Linked DNA regions of Mus musculus: region 1 is linked to region 2. Evidence: chromatin contacts called from public HiChIP or PLAC-seq data. All regions are on one chromosome and are shown on one strand. The core of a region is the stretch at or near the end of the contact, and the rest is flanking DNA. Distances in the headings are between cores, read along the strand shown. Region 1 holds the start of Spn (sialophorin). Region 2 holds the start of 4930451I11Rik (RIKEN cDNA 4930451I11 gene).

Region 1 (5,635 bases), core at 158-2,657, 310 kb after region 2:
TTCATCAGGAACCCGGGCTGGCCCAGCCCAGGCATCCACCACCCCATTTCGTTTTCCTCCTCCGCTCAGGGTCAGGGCCCCAGTCCTCCGCTTTTGCCTCTGGCGCCACAACAGCAGTAGCGCCACGAGGGCCAAAACCACCACCAAGGCAATAAGCATGGGCACCAGTAACATGCCACTTGATTCTTGGCTTGGTGACCTGGTGGTTATGGGATCTTGGGTAGACGTCGTGGATGTTTTTCTGCTGGAAACTGAGGTGCCACGGGCCACACTGGAACTCTCCACAGAACTGGTTGCTGTGGTAGCAGGGAGTCCATGCATCTCACTCGAGGGCCCCAGAGACCCAGTAGCTGTGGTGACAGGGGGACCACTGGTCTTGGAGCTTACTGTTGTAGCCACAGAGGGTCCACTGGTCTCGTTAGAGCTTGTTGTCACAGTGGTGGGGGGTGCACTGGTTCCTTTAGAGATAGATGTAGATGCTGCAGTTCCGTCTGTCACAGGATTGGCTGCAGGTCCGTCTGTCACAGGATTGGCTGCAGTGACAGGAGGGTCACTGGCTACATTTGATGGTTCTGGAAGCAGTGCTGATGTCTTGCTGGAAACTTCCTGAGAGGCAGTAGGCTCAGGTACAGGGGTGCTCATGCTGGCACCAGCAGAAGTCTCCAAAGAAGACAATTCAGTAGTTTCCAAGGGGGTCAAAGAAACTGGGATTGTGGTCTGCCCCCAGGGGCTGATGGTCTCCTTCGAGTCCACTGTCCCTGACCCCACAGAAACTGATGGGCTGGCATTCTGGGCTTCAGAGGTACTTGGAGCTGTGATATGTGGGGTAGATGGTAGCATCGTCGTCCTCTGCAGACTGTCTGGGCTCGCCACCTGGACCCAGCATGCCCCAAAGAGGAGGAGAAGGTGCAAGGCCATCTCCAGAGGGACAGGCAGGAGCAGGAGTTGGGACCTGAATGTAGGGAAGTTACAGAAGAACGCGGTTGGGGAGGGAAACTTGGCCAGCCCCACTCCTTCTGCCCACTTCCCTGCCAACTGCCAAGCCCATCTTGTGGTTTAACGTTTTTTTTTTGTTTTGTTTTGTTTTTCCATTCTTGCTTTCACTATTATCAGAGACAACAGGGGAACAGATGGCGCCAGTGACTCCCACCCTGGCCTTGGCAGCTCAGACTCCAGAGCAGCCATGTCCCCCTGGCCTTCATTCATTGTTCCAGCCCGTGGCTCTGGACTCCCTTACCCCCTCACCCTATTCATCTTTTCAAACTATAGGTACATTCCTTCATCCTCTGAGCATCCCCACCCCCGTACCCAGCAAGATCATACCCTCTTACCAGATTAATGGTTAAGGCACAGGGCCAGGGCAAGTACCTCCAGTTCTTCCTGAGGCTTGGTCAGGACTGGGGCAGACTGAGCCCCAGGGGGAAAGGAAGTGGGTCTTGGCTCCACCCACTCCACCCCTGCATCCTGCCCCACCCATTCCTACTCCCATAGTTGCTTGTGGGGACCCAAGGGTTCAGTGGAGGCATGAAAGGATGCTCGGGGTCCAGACGGGAATTCTTAGGTTTTCACTGGAGTCCAAGTGTCAGAGATGAGTGATGGGGAGTAGGGGTGGAGTGGAAGATATGGAGGGGAGAACCGTTTCCTTTCCCTCCCTTGCTCCTCAAGCTGTTTGGCCAGAACCTGAGACCCTGAGACTGTGGGTGCACTTCCTGCCGAAGAGCTCCAAGAAAGCTGCAGGGCCGGGGAAAACCTCTCAACTCTGCTCGTGGTCCTGAAAGGTTTTTAGGGCTGCTGAACCCTGCCAGAGCCACAGGGAATTGAGGTCACTCCTGTGGCCCCCAGTTTAAGCTAGTACTAACATTGCACATGCTATGGTCTTAGAGAACTAGGAGAGCTAGAGCGATGGCTGAAAGGTTTGGAGCCCTTGAAGGAGACCTGTTCAGTTCCAGCTTGGTGGCTCACGACCACCCCATAATCCAGAGGATCCAACGTCCTCTTCTGGCCTCCAAGGGCACCAACCCACATAGGTACAGACAGGTACTCATATACAAATATGAAAATAAATTAAGATTTACTTAACGGCCAGGTGTGGTGGAGCACACCTTTAATCCCAGGACTCAGGAAGCAGAGGTATGTGGATCTCTGTGAGTTCGAGGCCAGCCTGGTCTACAGAGTTGTTCATAATAATAATAATAATAATAATAATAATAATAATAATAGATTTATTTAAAAAAGAAAACTTCTAGGGCTGGTGAGATGGTGGCTCAGTGGTTAAGAGCGCCGACTGCTCTTCCGAAGGTCCCGAGTTCAAATCCCAGCAACCACATGGTGACTCACAACCATCCCTAACGAAATCTGATGCCCTCTTCTGGAGTGTCTGAAGACAGCTACAGTGTACTTACATACAATAAATAAATAAATATTAAAAAAAAAAGAAAAGAAAACTTCTAGAAAGACCTATATTAAAAAATTAACCATGGGCTGGAGAGATGGCTCAGTGGTTAAGAGCACTGACTGTTCCTCTAGAGGTTCTGAGTTCAATTCCCAGCAACCACATGGTGACTCACAACCATCTGTAATGGGATCTGATGCCCTCTTCTGGGTGTGTGTGAAAACTGCTACCGTGTACTCATATAAATAAAATAAATCTTTAAGAAAGAAAGTAACAAAAAGTCTTTAGCTGAGTGGGGTGTTTTATGCAGATTTATCCCAGGGCCTCAGTGCTGCTTGAGTAAGTGCTCTACACCGAGCCGCATGGAACCTCACAGAGCCGCACGGAGCCATCCCCAAGCCCCAAGTAAGGAGATCTATGTGATCCTTCTCTGAATAACTTGTCACCTGACTTGATTAAGGAAACGGATTCTTATGGTATATGTCTGTTTCAGAGCTTTTCCTTTTAAAAATTCATAACTGGTTTTTATCTGTAAAAACAGCTTTGTGAATGATAAAGAAAGAGAAGCAGGGTGACTCTCCTTTGAGGGGCCCACACCCACACTCGCAGGCGTGTCTTTATTTCTGAACACTTTTCTTTCTCTTAACCCTAGATCCTGCAGATCTATATTTTTAAATCTCCAAAACAGGAAAGAAATTTAAAGTATCTTAAAATCTCTCAATAAGCCCAAATTCTATAACAACAACAAAAGGACTAAAGCAGGTTGCTGACAGAGTCTGGACTTGGACTGTAGCCATCGAGTACTGAGTTAATCTAGCTATAGATCCAGGTCAGAAGCAGGGCATAGCTCACAGGCCAGCAGGCAGCACACACATTCGTTTGCCTGGTCATTCTTTACTTCAGAGTCCTGGGAAACACTAAATGGCCCGGATTTCCATCCTGCACACAGTAGGTCCACCCAGGAATACCAGGCTTGCAGTAAGGTGCTTCATTTATAGCACAAGTAAGCAAGCTACTCTGTGTCCCTTTAGCAAAGTACAGCTTGTATACTGTAACCCATGCTAGAAATGGCTTGGGGGACAGCGATGGGGGCCTGGCATTCTAGACACACCCAGCAAGCATGGGTGGGGGTTGCTTCGACCCCCTGGGTTGCCTCTTCCAACAGTCAACAGAGAGGCTCACATAATAAGAAAGGTTACCTATAGCAACCAGGCATAGCAGCACATGCTGTGATCTCAGCCCTATAGAGGCTGAAACTTTAAAAATAAAAATAAAAAATTTAAGCCTAGCAGCACACACTTTTAATCCCAGCACTTTCCCAAGTAAGTGGGAGTAGATCTATGTGGGTGCTTTGTGTGTGAGCCAGCCTGGTCTACAGAGTGAGACCCAGGACAGCCTGGGCTCTACAGAGAAATCCTGTCTCAATAAAACAACAACAAAACCAGTGACATACTCAGCAGCAGCTGAGACTCCTGTCCCTGTGGCTGGGTGTGCAGGCTCCGCATCCCACTGTGCACTGACGGAATGTTAGTTCAGAGCATCTCTGCACAACTGCCTGATAGGTCATGGCACGCATCGCAGCAGAAGTCATCTCTCTTGAGGAACAGTGTTCACGTAGTATCCCAAGTTTCCTGATTAAAACAAAGCTCAGGAAATGCTCTTGGTTTTCTTTCCTCCATATTTTTATGTTCTGTATTTGGGGGCATTTGTTTGTTTGTTTGTTTGTTTGTTTACATAAGGTTTGTGTATTCCAGGCTCAATCTGTATCTGAGGATGACCTGAGTCTCCTGCCTTTGGCTCTGGCATTTTGGGGGTGGCAGTCACCTACCCCAGTTTAAGTGGTGCTGGGGATGGAACCCAGACCTTCTCAGCCAGCTCAGCTATATCCCCAGCCCAGCCCTGATTATTTCTCTGTGATTATGTTGTTTTGTTTTTTTAAAATATGTCTGGGTGTCCTGCTGACATGAATGTCTGTGTGCTGTGTGCACGTGGTGCTGGCTGAAGGAGGCCAGAAGAGGGCATCAGATGTCCCTGGAACTTTAGATGTTTGTGGTGGGATTAAACCTGGGTCCTCCAGAAGGACAGCCAGTGCTCTTAACCACAGAGACATCTCTCCAGCCATGTATTGTTTCAACAAGGAAGACTGGGGGTGATGGAGGAAACTATAGTCCTCCCATGGGGTCGGGGGGTGGGGGGAAAGGTCGGAGAATCAAGAGTTCAAGTCAATCTTAACTACATAGTAACTTCAAGGCCATGGTGTAATGCATGAGACCCTGTCTCAAAAAGAAGAGAGAGAATGGGGGTGGGAGGCAGGGGAGCAAAAGGAGTGGGGATGGGAGGAAGTGGGTGGGGCAGGGTGTGGGGGAGCAGGGTGGGGCAGCCAGGAGTAGAGGTGGGGGAAGTGGGGAGGGGTCAGAGAGAGCAAACAGGAAAGAGATGAAGAGATGGGGCCAGGCGTGGTGGCACACGCCTTTTATCCCAGCACTCAGGAGGCAGAGGCAGGCAGATTTCTGAGTTCGAGGCCAGCCTGGTCTACAGAGTGAGTTCCAGAACATCCAGAGCTATACAGAGAAACAAGTCTCGAAAAAAACAGAACAAAACACAACAAAAACAAACAAAGAAAAAAGAGATGGGGGAGGAGGAAAGGAGGGAGAGAATGGAGTGAAGAATGGGGGGAGGAAAGAAGGGATAGAATGGAAGTATGGGAAGATGGGGGGATAGCACCCCACTGTTGGGTGTGTGTTTCTTATACCACTGTCAACAGAAAATCAACCAGCTGCAAAGAATTAGCAACTGTTAATTAGAGATGGAAAAAATGTTTTAAGACTGTAGGACTAGGCCTGAGAAGGCTTAGAGAGTGAGGCAGTTGCTGCTCTTGGACAGACCCTGGTTCAGTCGCTTGAGCTCACACGGCAGCCCGCCTGCCCCTTTCTAACATCTGCCAGTTGTGCATGTACATACACACCAGCAACACAAAACAAATCTTTTACAGTTTTTTGTCTTTTTTTTTTAATAAGGGGATAAAATACAGGGGTGGAGAGATGGCTCAGAGACCAAGAGCACTGGCTACTCTTGCAGAGGATTCGGGTTCCATTCCCAGCGTACATGTGGTAGCTCAAGACCATTTATAAATCCTATGAGGTGGGACCCTCTTCTGACCTCTGGCACCAGGCATGCACCTGGTACATATACAAGGAAAACACTCATACATATAAAATATTTTTTTTTTTTTACAAAATGTGT
Region 2 (6,103 bases), core at 608-3,107:
ATAAGGAGAAGCTATATTCCCTCGGGAGCTGAGGTCAGATTGGCAGGCAGGAAGAGAGGGGACCGGGGTAACGAACCCCTTCTTGCCTCTGTGTTAACAAAATGAAAGGGGAAGGGAGGAGATGGGGCTCACTTGGACCAAGGAGTCAAGGGACATAAGGGTGGCCCCGCTGCCAAGGACATCCTAGCCCTGCTGCTGCAAATCCTTCTCTGCTCCCCATCACCCGGGAGAGAGAAGACATCCTAACTCCCCCCACCTGGGCCCTGACAGGGCAGTTACCCCCACAGCCCCTTCCTGTGGAGACCAGTCCGAGGAACCATTTTATTTATTCACCCATATCAAACTAATTTGTTGGGGTGAGGGGAGGAAGGCAGTTGCTCCCCTACAACCTTTCCAGCGCTGAGCAGCCCTGGGGACAGGCGCCAGGCCAGTCCCTTCTGTCAGGGGCACATTTAGCCCTCGGCCCCGGCTTGTCCCTGGTGCTACAGGCCAATCGCGGCTTCCTCCAGTCTGGGGGCCACAGACCCCGGGAGGTGCTTTTACAGACCGCTAATAAAGACGATCTTCCTGAACGCCAGCAAGACCCTTTGGTCCAGTTTTGGGGGCTGGGAAGTGGGGAGGAAGAAGGAGGGGTCACTACATAACTACTGAGGAGGAAGGGGGAAAGTGTGTGTGTGTGTGTGTGTGTGTGTGTGTGTGTGTGTATGTGTGTGTGTGTGTGTGCGCGCGCCTGCAGCCTGGGAGGAATGGGGTGTGTGAATGGCCACTTCGAAGTCAGGGAGAAGGAGGAGGTGGGGGATGGGTGGCTACATAGAGGGCTACTGCAGTCTAGGAGGAAGGAGGCACCACCTTTATTTCTCAACAGAAGGCAGGGTAGATGTGTGTGGCTCACAGCTGGGTCCAGGGCTCCGTCTCTGGCTCACCTGCTCACCTCAGCTGGCTCTGGCTGGATATCTCATTAGGCCCCTTTCTGGAAGTTCCTGAGGAGTATGGAGATCAGATGAGGAGGGACACATAGGAGACTTGGGTCCTCTGGAAGGGGTAGGGCGAGGACACAGAGACACAACTCACACATGCAAGCAGAACTGGAAAAGCAGGAAGAAGAAGGCCACCACTAATGTCCCCACCAGGATGTTCTGGAAGAGCCCAGGACTGGAATCTGCCAGACAATGAACAACAGCGTCCTTCCAGACCCCGCCAGGAGGAAGACCCCTCTATCAAGCTGATTCATACCTGTCTTAACGAACGTTATAGGCTTCTCTCCAATAAACCGGGCCACAGCAAGAAGGCTAGCTCGGTCTGAGTCTGGATAATCAAAGAAAAGCCTGTTTACAACTTGCTGGGGTCTGGCTCCTGAAACCGAGGGCCGGGTTCCATCTCTTCTGGGGGCTAAAAACCAAAGCAGAGTCTGTGACAAGAGCCCAAGGGCCATCATGCCCACCAATGAGGCCAGGCAAACCCAGAGCTCTGATTGTTTTGTCCCAGGGCTGGCTGAGCTCCCATCAGAAGCCCACCATGTCTGAGATGGGGGGGAAAGGTTTGGACTGAAGGTTTGGGCTATAGAGCAACACTTTGTCTCAAGACAAAGTAAAATGAGACAAAAGGGAGGAAGAAGGAAAAAAGAGAAAAGGAAGAAAGAAGGGGAAAGGAAGGGGGGGGTGGGGAAACTAAGGCCTGGGGCTGGGCCATCCTCCTCCCTCCTGCCCACAATGAAGTTTACTCCCTTTCTCTAGCCTCCCTTATTCCTACTATTCCTGAACTCAGTTCCCCACCTGTTTCTATGGTCCCCAGCTCAGCCATCAACATCCACACCCCTACGGCTACCCACAGCCACAGCTTCATAACCCCCCACGACTATGAATGAGTAGGATTCTATGATGTCACAGCCCAGAGCCATTCCGCTAGCCCGACTATGAGGTGCTTCTAGCTCCTGATGCAGAAGAGCCCCCATTGAGCCCCAAGGATGACACTGACCATAACAGCAACAGTGGTGAGGGGTCTTGGGGTGTAGGCCAGGGGTACAGCTTTTGCTCAGAGTGCACAAGGCCTTCAGTTCTATTACAGAACCAGTCAGTTCTGTGGTGTTCCAGAACTTAGCTAGGTCTAGGAGACATGTGTTTGCATAACCGCTCTACTGGGGAGGTGAGGAGGGCTACACATCTCCAGTTGTTCTTCGGATCAAATAAAACTCCTTTACTGATTGCTTAGTAAAATGCCAAGCAAGTTACACAGATTGGCTCGTGGCATTGGCAGAAGCCCTAAGAGGGAGGCCCAAACCAGTGTGCAGGGGGACGAGGAACGCTGACACAACGCTTCCCAAGGCTGTGCATTCTTCTATGGGGGGAGGGTCCTCTTCCCTTTCTGAACCCCAGGTTCGTGGGTTTGCACCCATCCATCTCCAGGCTTGGTTTTAGCGCTCAGTAGAGATGGAAGCGCACGGTGAGGCACAAGAGAAATAGCCAACTTTTCCACCAGGTGGCAGCAGTGTTGGTCCGACGGTGCCACCATCTCTTCTACAGGTTACAGGCAGGCAGGCAGGCTCCTCTCTTGGGACTGGCTGTCACCGGGAGGCGGGGAGGCGAAGAGGGCTGAGGGTGTTGTCAACAGACGAACTCCCCAGGCTCATTCCAAGGCTAATCTCTCGGCCATTCAAAGATCCTAGTCTACTCGCCTCACCGTGACTCAGTTTCCCTTTTGGTGGTATTGGTGGCATGTGAACCTCACCGTCCACCACCCGACCCCTGTTTCTTTTCTCTAGTTCCCTCAGTCCTCCCCGTGTCACTTCCTAATTGCGACCTGCACTCCGGAGGCCCCACCTCGAGTTGGAAGAGACAGCTTGCCTCTGATTGGCAGTTAGGCCTGTCTATCACAAACGAACTCCAGCCCACCCGGGCCAAGGACATTTCAGGGTCTCCTTGATTCTATCCGTGCTTGTTTTACAGCCTCTTGGCTACTCTGTTACTCCACTTGCCCTGAAGGTGGCTCCTCATTAAAGGATCCTCTCTCGGGCCAGGAGATCACAGAGACCTGCCTCTGTCTCCCAAATGATGCTGGGATTAAAGGAGTGTGCTTCTACATCAGAATTAGCTTTCTCCTCCTCCTCCTCCTCCTCCTCCTCCTCCTCCTCCTCCTCCTCCTCTTCAGTTAATCACAGCTATTGAGAATCTAAGAGTGCCACAGCTATGCCTGGAAGACATTTCCACAACATTCCAACCCTTCCGCCTGATCTTTTCTGTCCTCTCTCTCTAGCTTCACTCTCACACATTACATCCTGACCATTTCTCCTCCCTTCACTCCTCCCAGTCCCCCTGCTACTGTGTCTCATCTCCCCCAGAAGAACTCCAACTGTATCCCCTTAAAAGAGAGAGAGAGAGAGAGAGAGAGAGAGAGAGAGAGAGAGAGAGGAGCTGGCCTCCCAGGGATACTCATCGAACATGGCCTAACAAGATACAATAAGCCTCCTATCAAGGTTGGATGAAGCAGCCCAGTAGGAGGAAAAGAGTCCCAAGTGCAGGCAAGAGAGTCAGAGGCAGCTGCCACAGTGGTGCGAATCCCATAAGAACATCAAGTGACACAACCATAACACCCATGCAGAGGACCTAGCACAGACCTATGGAGGCTCCCTAATTTTCGTCACAGTCTCTGTGAGCTCCTATGTGCCCTGATTGTCATCTCAGTCTCTGTGAGCTCCTATGTGCCCTGATTGTCATCGCAGTCTCTGTGACTTCCTATGTGCCCTGCTTAGCTGATGGGCTGTGGCTGTGTTCTGTGGGCTGTGTTCTTGTGGTATCCTTGAGCACACTGGCTCCTACAATCCTTCCTCCCCCTCTTCTGCAGGGTTCCCCTGGCTCTGCCTAGTGTTTGGCTGAGGGTCTCTGCACCTGTTCCCATCAATTGCTGGATGAAGCCTCTCTGATGACAGTTGGGCTAGGCACCAATTTATGAGTACAGCAGAATATCATTAGGAATCATTTCACACACACACACACACACACACACACACACACACACACACACACACACACAGTGCTTGGTTCTATCCTGAGTCTCTGGGCTGTCATGCCCCTGGTTCCTAGTCATTCACATAGCGTCAGGCATGGGCTCTGTCTTGTAGCATGGGCCATAAATCGGACCAGTCATGGGTTGGCCACTCCCACAAGTTCTGCACCACAATTACGCCAGCTTGTCTTGCAGGCAGGACAGATTGTAGGTTGAAGGTTTTGTGATTGGGTTGGTGCCCCAGCCCCACTGCTGGGAGCCTTGCCTGGTTATAGTCAGTTTAGATTCCATATCCCCCACTACTAGGAGACCACTCTTAGAGATTCAGAGGAGTTTCCATTGCACGTTCCCCATTCCAGTCATTTCTCTCAGTACTCTCCCCTTCCGTCTCCTCCCTCCTCACGCCTGATCACTCCTGTTCCCATCCCCACCTGCCCCCACAAAAGTCTATTTCCCTTTCCCAGGGAGATCCTTGCATCCCCCTTAAGCCCTTCCTAGTCCTTAGCCTCTCTGGGTCTGTGACCTGTAGGATGACAAAAACACCTAGAGAGGTAAGCAGGGTGATACATGCCTTGTAATCCCAGTGCTCTGGAGACTAAAGCAGGAGAAACACAAAGCAAGAGCCCATCTGAAATAAACGAGCATGAGAGGCCCTGCTTCGACAAATCCAGGCATAGGCTACCCGCTGGATGGACAGCGCCCACACCTGGGCTTCTTTTCCCTTCGAGATGCTGCTTTGAGAAGCTCATGTACTCAGATATGAGTTTCTGAATTATATTAAAACAGCTTTACCACCCCCCCCAACTCTGCTTAAGAAAGACAAAAAAGAAGCCAAAGTGGAAAGTCCTGAGGAAATACACCTGCAGCCTCTGCAAACTTGTCTCCACAAATAGGTACACCTGAAGTGGAAACTTCCTGTTCTTTGGAAAGTCAGTTATACCAAATGATGGTTTGCTGGGGTGCACAGGTGAAGAATGTCTTGCTAAATCAAACACATGAAAGACTGCTTTCCTGAAGCAGACACGGGTGAAAGAGTATCTGGATACAGCAGACATGTGAAAGGACTCTTGGTGAAGGGGTAGAAATATGACCCCACAGACAGTGGGAGACAGACACTGAGCTTTGGTTTGGTTTGCTCCGCCTTGATATTCTTTGCTAAAGACAGGCATGTATTGGTTCGCCTTACATAGTGTTGTTGAGCTCACCTTGTGATAATATGTCACTGAGGGAAACTCATCCAAGAACTGCTTGTGAGGTTCCTGTGGCAGTTTGCCCCTTCTGTGAGCCTGGCGGTTTCTTCAGGATTGAACTACAGCTAGCTGCCTGGTGTCTGCTTGCTGAAAGGATTGGACTGTATGTAGCTGCTGGTTCAGGCCTGGTGTCTGCCTGCCTAGAGGAATGGTCTGAAGCTGCTGAGTCTTATTTGGTGTTTGCTACAGGACTGAACTGCTGCCCAAGAAAATTGAGCTCACCCCCAAAGAAGTATTGCTGAACATGTCCACTCCCCCCATATCCTAATAACTTTTCTCTTCCACTACCTCTGCTGGGTGGTGGGCTAGAGGAGCGGTTGGACCCTTATTAAAACTAGGTTGCAAGTATTTGTGTCTACAGATGGCACCCAACATGGCTTAGGCATAATGGGTAATTCTGCTGCTTCTTGTGGCAGAGGAAACTGCAGATTATGAGGGGTTAGCAATGTTGCTTAAGGAAATTGGCAAAATGGCAGCTACTGCTGCTGAGTGGGTCTCCTATGTGTTCCCGGGGGGGTTTTCTGGTTTGCAGTGTTTACATATACTATTCTGAAAAAGTTTGGAGGGAAGGTTGAAAACTTGGAAGGTTCACTCAATTCTCTGTTAGAAAACACTGCAGACTTGGCTATGCACATCGAAGTGCTTAGAAAGCAAGAAGACCAAGGGGAGAAGATAGTTCAGGCTTGGGGAATGAGACCGGGAATGGATGAACGATGAAAAGGGGAAAGAAAAGAGGCTGTGAGGTAAAGTGCTGCCCCACCGTGCTCCACACACTTTCACTACCAGGTGCCCAAAGGACTCAGTTAGACAAGGGGTCAGGAAGAGCACGAGGTGGGACAGGCACAAAGGGTTAA

What was found. HiChIP or PLAC-seq counts read pairs in DNA pulled down with a chosen protein or histone mark.
Region 1: an H3K27ac HiChIP or PLAC-seq map of double positive thymocytes shows a contact between it and region 2, with 6 times the contacts expected there. The contact joins the promoter of Spn here to the promoter of 4930451I11Rik in region 2. A contact is called at or near these places in 15 of 39 promoter capture datasets (the C10 cell line, the HPC-7 cell line, cranial neural crest and 9 more), 2 of 15 datasets of contacts at CTCF or cohesin (the NIH/3T3 cell line and pro-B cells), 8 of 484 Hi-C or Micro-C datasets (the Ba/F3 cell line, CD8 T cells, the G1E-ER4 cell line and 4 more), 21 of 115 datasets of contacts at active chromatin or transcription factors (the 230-238 cell line, acute myeloid leukemia, bone marrow-derived macrophages and 15 more) and 4 of 9 other capture datasets (adipose tissue, liver, macrophages and 1 more).

Annotation. Positions count from the first base shown.
Region 1 is chr7:127,136,416-127,142,050 of GRCm38.p6, forward strand. It overlaps Spn (sialophorin), which reads right to left and starts at 1,408. Exons shown (of 2, transcript NM_009259.5): 1 at 1,332-1,408; 2 at 1-952. The coding sequence starts at 918.
Region 2 is chr7:126,829,639-126,835,741 of GRCm38.p6, forward strand. It overlaps 4930451I11Rik (RIKEN cDNA 4930451I11 gene), which reads right to left and starts at 1,858. Exons shown (of 4, transcript NM_183131.3): 1 at 1,773-1,858; 2 at 1,234-1,389; 3 at 1,072-1,159; 4 at 836-980. The coding sequence starts at 1,842. The coding sequence ends at 959. It overlaps Tlcd3b (TLC domain containing 3B), which reads left to right. Exons shown (of 5, transcript NM_029978.1): 5 at 1-581.